Linked DNA regions of Mus musculus: region 1 is linked to region 2. The links are chromatin contacts, called in public HiChIP or PLAC-seq maps. All regions are on one chromosome and are shown on one strand. Each heading gives the region's core, a stretch centred on a gene start, on an enhancer-like site or on the middle of the called end of the contact. The rest is flanking DNA. Distances are from core to core; before and after follow the strand shown.

Region 1 (2,773 bases), core at 219-2,718, 75 kb after region 2:
ATAGATGAACAGGCCTCAGCTAATGTCAAGATACAGAGAGGTCTCATGCTGGTTAATCAACTCATAGATCTTGTCCAGAAACAACTAGATGTATTATGACAAATAACTCAGCAGGGATGTGAACAAAAGTTTCCGGGATTGTGTGTTATTTCCATTCAGTATGTTAAATTTACTAGGACAGCTAATTTGTCAAAAAGTCTTTTTCAGTATATGTTACAGAATTGGATGGCTGAATTTGAACAGACCCTTCGAGGCTTGCCATCATTCAGGTCAACTCCACGCGCTTGGACCTGTCCCTGACCAAAGGATTACCCAATTGGATCTCCTCAGCATTTTCTTTCTTTAAAAAATTGGGTGGGATTAATATTATTTGGAGATACACTTTGCTGTGGATTAGTGTTGCTTCTTTGATTGGTCTGTAAGCTTAAGGCCCAAACTAAGAGAGACAAGGTGGTTATTGCCCAGGCGCTTGCAGGACTAGAACATGGAGCTTCCCCTGATATATCTATGCTTAGGCAATAGGTCGCTGGCCACTCAGCTCTTATATCTCACGAGGCTAGTCTCATTGCACGAGATAGAGTGAGTGTGCTTCAGCAGCCCGAGAGAGTTGCAAGGCTAAGCACTGCAATGGAAAGGCTCTGCGGCATATATGAGCCTATTCTAGGGAGACATGTCATCTTTCATGAAGGTTCAGTGTCCTAGTTCCCTTCCCCCAGGCAAAACGACACGGGAGCAGGTCAGGGTTGCTCTGGGTAAAAGCCTGTAAGCCTAAGAGCTAATCCTGTACATGGCTCCTTTACCTACACACTGGGGATTTGACCTCTATCTCCACTCTCATTAATTTGGGTGGCCTATTTGCTCTTATTAAAAGAAAAAGGGGGAACTGTGGGAAGCCGCCCCCACATTCGCCGTCACAAGATGGCGCTGACATCCTGTGTTCTAAGTTGGTAAACAAATAATCTGCGCATGAGCCAAGGGTATTTACGACTACTTGTACTCTGTTTTTCCCGTGAACGTCAGCTCGGCCATGGGCTGCAGCCAATCAGGGAGTGATGCGCCCTAGGCAATTGTTGTTCTCTTTAAAGAGGAAAGGGGTTTCGTTTTCTCTCTCTCTTGCTTTTTCGCTCTCTTGCTTGCTTTTCTCTTTCTCTTGCTTTTCTCTCTCTTGCTTCTTGCTCTCTTTTCCTGAAGATGTAAGAATAAAGCTTTGCCGCAGAAGATTCTGGTCTGTGGTGTTCTTCCTGGCCGGTCGTGAGAACGCGTCTAATAACAGGAGGGGATGTCAGCCTCTCGGGCAGTGCAGCCCACTCAGCTTTCTACTGTTGTTCTGCCACAGGCCAGTCTGCCTCCCTTGTCTGTTCCAAGATCATCAAACTCAGTCACTTCAGCCCTGTGTCCCTAGCACCTACCACAGAGCTGGCACTGGCAGTTGCTCAGTGACTGTCAAGTTTACAAACACAGGGGTGGCTTAGACTTAAACTCTGCACCTCCCTCTAGGTGAGAGTCCTTTCCCACCAGCCCAGTCAGTCAGTTCCCAAAGCCCCACCCAAGTCCCTCAGCTCAGCACCCAAGCAATCGTTGGCAGCACTCACTCCCACTCTCATTCCTGCAGAACTCAGTCACTGTAGACCTTCTCTCTTAGCTAACGTTTCCTGTTGCGTGTTCTAGCTGCCCCGCTCATGTGGAAGAGAGAGTTCTCCAAAGCAGCAAGAGGCAAAAGACTGATTTACAGCAAGGCAGATCTACTTATAAGACAGGGAGCAAATTTCATGTAAAACATTGGAAAGGTCCCTGGACCAGGCACACAGTCTCTATATGCCAGCTTCTACCGCTACTTGTCTTTCACTGATAAAATAAAATGAGAGGGACTGCAAGTCCCGGGACAGGTAGACACGGTGGCCCAGGCTTGTAATCCTGCATTCAGGAAGCCAAGGTAGACAGACTTGAGTCTAGACCACAGAGTGAGGTCCAAGACAGTCTGTCCTACCAAGTGAACCGATTAAGAAAATAAAATATAATAAACTTGGCATGGTAGTCCACACCTTTAATCCCAGCACTCAGAAGGAAAGGCGGGTAGAGCTCTGTAAGTTCAACCAATCTGGTCTATATAACAAATTCCAGGACAGCCAGACCAGAGCTATGGAATAGAGATGAGGCCTGGAGATGGAGCACTTTCATAAGGCCCTATACCACCACCACCCCCCAAAAAAACCCAAAAAACAAAAAAACCAAACCAAACCCAGTATGTCCTCCCTCGGGTAGGTCTTCATATGAAGAACAGTACCTGGGCCTTCCTCTGCACCCTGACAGCTGTTTTATAAAGCCTCAAGCAGATGCAGAATGGTCCCCATTTCAAGTTTACAGAGCCTAAGGGTTGACTCTGGAGCCTAACATTGCCTTGCATTTCTCAGCAATCCTCTTGCCTCAGCCTCCCAAGTGCTGGCATGACTGCGTGCAACTCCAAAACCAGGGAAACTTCATTCATTCACTCAACAAATATTTGCCAAGGCTTTTCGTTTTGAACCAGGCTCTGTGCTAGGTCCAACACACGACGGTAAACACAGTTCTTGCCTTCACTGGTCAGGACTGCTAAGGAGATGCCCTTAGAAGTGGGAATCCTCAGGAAAGCTCCCTCAGCCTGGCCACACCGAACCCGTAGAGCCCCCTGCCACATCAGCAAACTTGATTTTAACAGGGCTGGGTGCACGGGTCACTGTAGGCCCACAGCCAGTAAAGAGAGTCTACCCTTACCGCCACCGGCCTGTTTCCCAGG
Region 2 (2,700 bases), core at 114-2,613:
AGCTGTAATGCAACCTACACACACACACACACACACACACACACAGAGAGAGAGAAAGAGAGAGAGAGAGACTGATTCACGGAACGGTTGTAAGAACCCGAGGACCAACAAGACAGTGTCTTGTAGACACAGCAGGGGAAATTACACCCAAGAAATCTCAACAATATGGCTACCTAGACAAGACCAACACAGTGACACCAGTTGGTTCATCAGTGGGAGAAAGTTCTTAAGGTCTCACCCCTGGGGGGAGCTAGAGGGGGAAGGGCATGGTGGGAATGATGTAAATACAGTACTCATGAATGAAATTCTCAGAGAATTTACAAATGTAAATATAGAAGTTAAAAAGAGCCAGGTGTGGTGGCAAACACCATTAGCCCCAGCACTCAGGAGGCAGAAGCTGGCTACCCGCTGTGCTGGCTTGGTCTACATAGGAAGTTCCAGGCCAGCTAAGACTTCGTGGTAAGACCCTGTTTCAGAACACAAAACAAAGTTAAGAAGAGTGTGGCCTGGCTAACTTCCAAAGCCCTAGGTTTAATCCCTAGAGTATCACAAAAAGGCTTTCAGGAGTTACCCAACCGTGCCTGGACACTGGAGGCCACTAGACATACACCCTGCCCCTGCCCTCCACGATGGATCACTTAATCACACATCAGCCACCCACCCAGTGCCCCATTTACACTATGTGCACATCCATACCACATCCACTCACACATACACAACGCTTATTTATTTACACATGTATCATTTCATATGCTCACACACGTATGCACACTAGCTCACACCGTTATCTTTTCAGACCACGGCATTTTCCACTATTCTCCTATCCTGGGCTGGCTCTGGGAAGGGGGTCACCACTCTCCTGCGGGGAGCTTAGAGCCCAGCGCGGTGGGGAAGCAGCGAGCAGGACGGCGTCCACCAGGGGGCGCGCGCCGCTAGGGAGAGAGGAAGTGCAGGCGTCGTCTGGAACCGGGGCAGTTCTTTTTGGACCAGGGGCCTGCGGTCTGGCCCCGGAAGTTTAGTGGGTGCCCAGCGCGCCCCGAATCCCGTGATCGCTAGTCTCCTAGTCCAGCTGGTGCTGCGGGGAGATCAGCTCTGGCCTGGACAGGGGCGCCCTCACAGCCCTGGGCGTGCTCCCTCAGCCCAGGTGCAGTCCAGTTGCAGTCCCCGGAGTGCTCCCATAGCCCAATTGCAGCTCCCAGCGCGATTCCATAGCCCAGTTGCACCTACAAGCATGTTCCCGCAGCCCAGCGCAGCCCCCGGGGCACTCCTGCAACGCAAACGCGGCAGCACGCACTGCTGAAGGGCATGGTCCCCAGGGCTCCTGTTCCCAGAATGTGACTCAGCGCTTTCACATGCTGGGCATCCTGATTTGCATTGTTTGGCAGCGTGGGGTTCAATCCACACATGAGGACAGAGGCTCCCTGACTCCAGGCATAGGGACGTTTGCCCTTGTTCCTGTGCAAGATCACAAACATCGCTGGGGTTTTCAATAACCTGTCTGTGTAGGTAGAGAGAAAACTAGGGAAAGCCTGGGAGGGAAGAGACAGGAAGAGATCCCCCTTCCCTGCTAAGACTGCAGAAAAGAAAGTCCTTTTGAGAATTTGGGATTCACAGCAAATCTATGTCCTGCCAGTCACAGGAGGGACAAGGACTGTGGGGACTGGTTAAAGGAAAAACCACCACAGGGGAATGGCCCACCAGAGAGGCACAGATGTGTCCTGGATTCTGAAGGGTGGGAAGGTGGGTCCCAGGAAGATATCTATTCTGTGAGAAGTAAGGCAGAGATGGCTCTGTCACCAGAGGAGTAAGAACAGGTATCGACTAAGAAAGCTAAGGCACTTTAGAGCAGCTGACTGAGGTAAGATAATGTGGTTTCACCTGATCCGCATGTCTTTAGTCCCTGCACTCAGGAGGCAGAGGCAGGTGGATCTCTGAGTTCGAGGCCAGCCTGGTCTACAGAGTGAGTTCCAGGACAGCCAGGGCTACACAGAGAAACCCTGTCTCAAGACAGATAAAGAAGAATGTGGCTTCGTTGTGACTGGGATACAAGTGAAGAGTCCACACCAGTGCCCCAGGTACTGGAGGTGGCTGGGCAGAGGCAGACCACATTCAGGCTGGGGTCTCCGGAGCTGCTGGATAGGGGTGGGGGTGCAGAGAAGGCCTTTTTCCTCCCCAGCACAACACTTGCAGATCCTTCCTCTGTGGTGGGAAATGGGAGGTCTTAGTCCCTTGATCCAGAACTACCCTGAAGCAAGGGTTCTAGGACCAAGGCTCGGTTTTACTGAGTGTGTTTAAGAGCGCCCTGCGCACCCACAGGAGAGTCTTCCAGCCTGAGGCTCGTCGAGTGACTGATGGAATGAATGAATGAACAGAAAGGCCAAAGAAAGATGTGTGCAGCCGCCATCAGTGTACACCCGACCTGGAAAGACATCACACACACTGATGTGTTAGAATGGCGGGTTGCATCTCAACAGCACGCTAGGCCAAGACAGTTCCACGTGGACGAGGTTTTATTGGGAGAAGAGAGAGAAGGTGGCGGCAGAAAGAGAAGAGGGGGAGAGAGTGTGAGGGAGGGGAGTTCTCCTTATTTATATCGAGAATGACGTAACTCAGGTAAAGGTGGAAAGTGAGCCAAGTGGATGTTGGGAATAGGGTGCCTGTTGCCTTGGCAACCAGTCTGCAGGTTTTGCTGTCACCTAT

The links. HiChIP or PLAC-seq counts read pairs in DNA pulled down with a chosen protein or histone mark.
Region 1: a contact with region 2 is called in a CTCF HiChIP or PLAC-seq map of CD8 T cells, with 8 read pairs. The contact joins two enhancer-like sites. A contact is called at or near these places in 3 of 15 datasets of contacts at CTCF or cohesin (CD8 T cells, large pre-B cells and pro-B cells), 21 of 484 Hi-C or Micro-C datasets (8-cell embryo, B cells, CD8 T cells and 14 more), 12 of 115 datasets of contacts at active chromatin or transcription factors (CD8 T cells, the HPC-7 cell line, the SCID.adh cell line and 7 more) and 3 of 9 other capture datasets (adipose tissue, liver and pancreatic islet).

The regions. Positions count from the first base shown.
Region 1 is chr11:116,393,438-116,396,210 of GRCm38.p6, forward strand. It overlaps Rnf157 (ring finger protein 157), which reads right to left. Exons shown (of 19, transcript NM_027258.1): 2 at 2,752-2,773. Among named protein-coding and RNA genes, the nearest start is that of Rnf157, 18 kb to the right of the region's middle. Within about 2 kb of position 1,469, at least 58 of the 459 cell types and tissues checked have an H3K27ac peak or open chromatin away from gene starts, as enhancers often do. A contact at or near this core is called in CD8 T cells, embryonic fibroblasts and regulatory T cells, where this site is marked.
Region 2 is chr11:116,318,253-116,320,952 of GRCm38.p6, forward strand. No RefSeq gene overlaps it. Among named protein-coding and RNA genes, the nearest start is that of Gm26730, 13 kb to the left of the region's middle. Within about 2 kb of position 1,364, at least 147 of the 459 cell types and tissues checked have an H3K27ac peak or open chromatin away from gene starts, as enhancers often do. A contact at or near this core is called in CD8 T cells, embryonic fibroblasts and regulatory T cells, where this site is marked.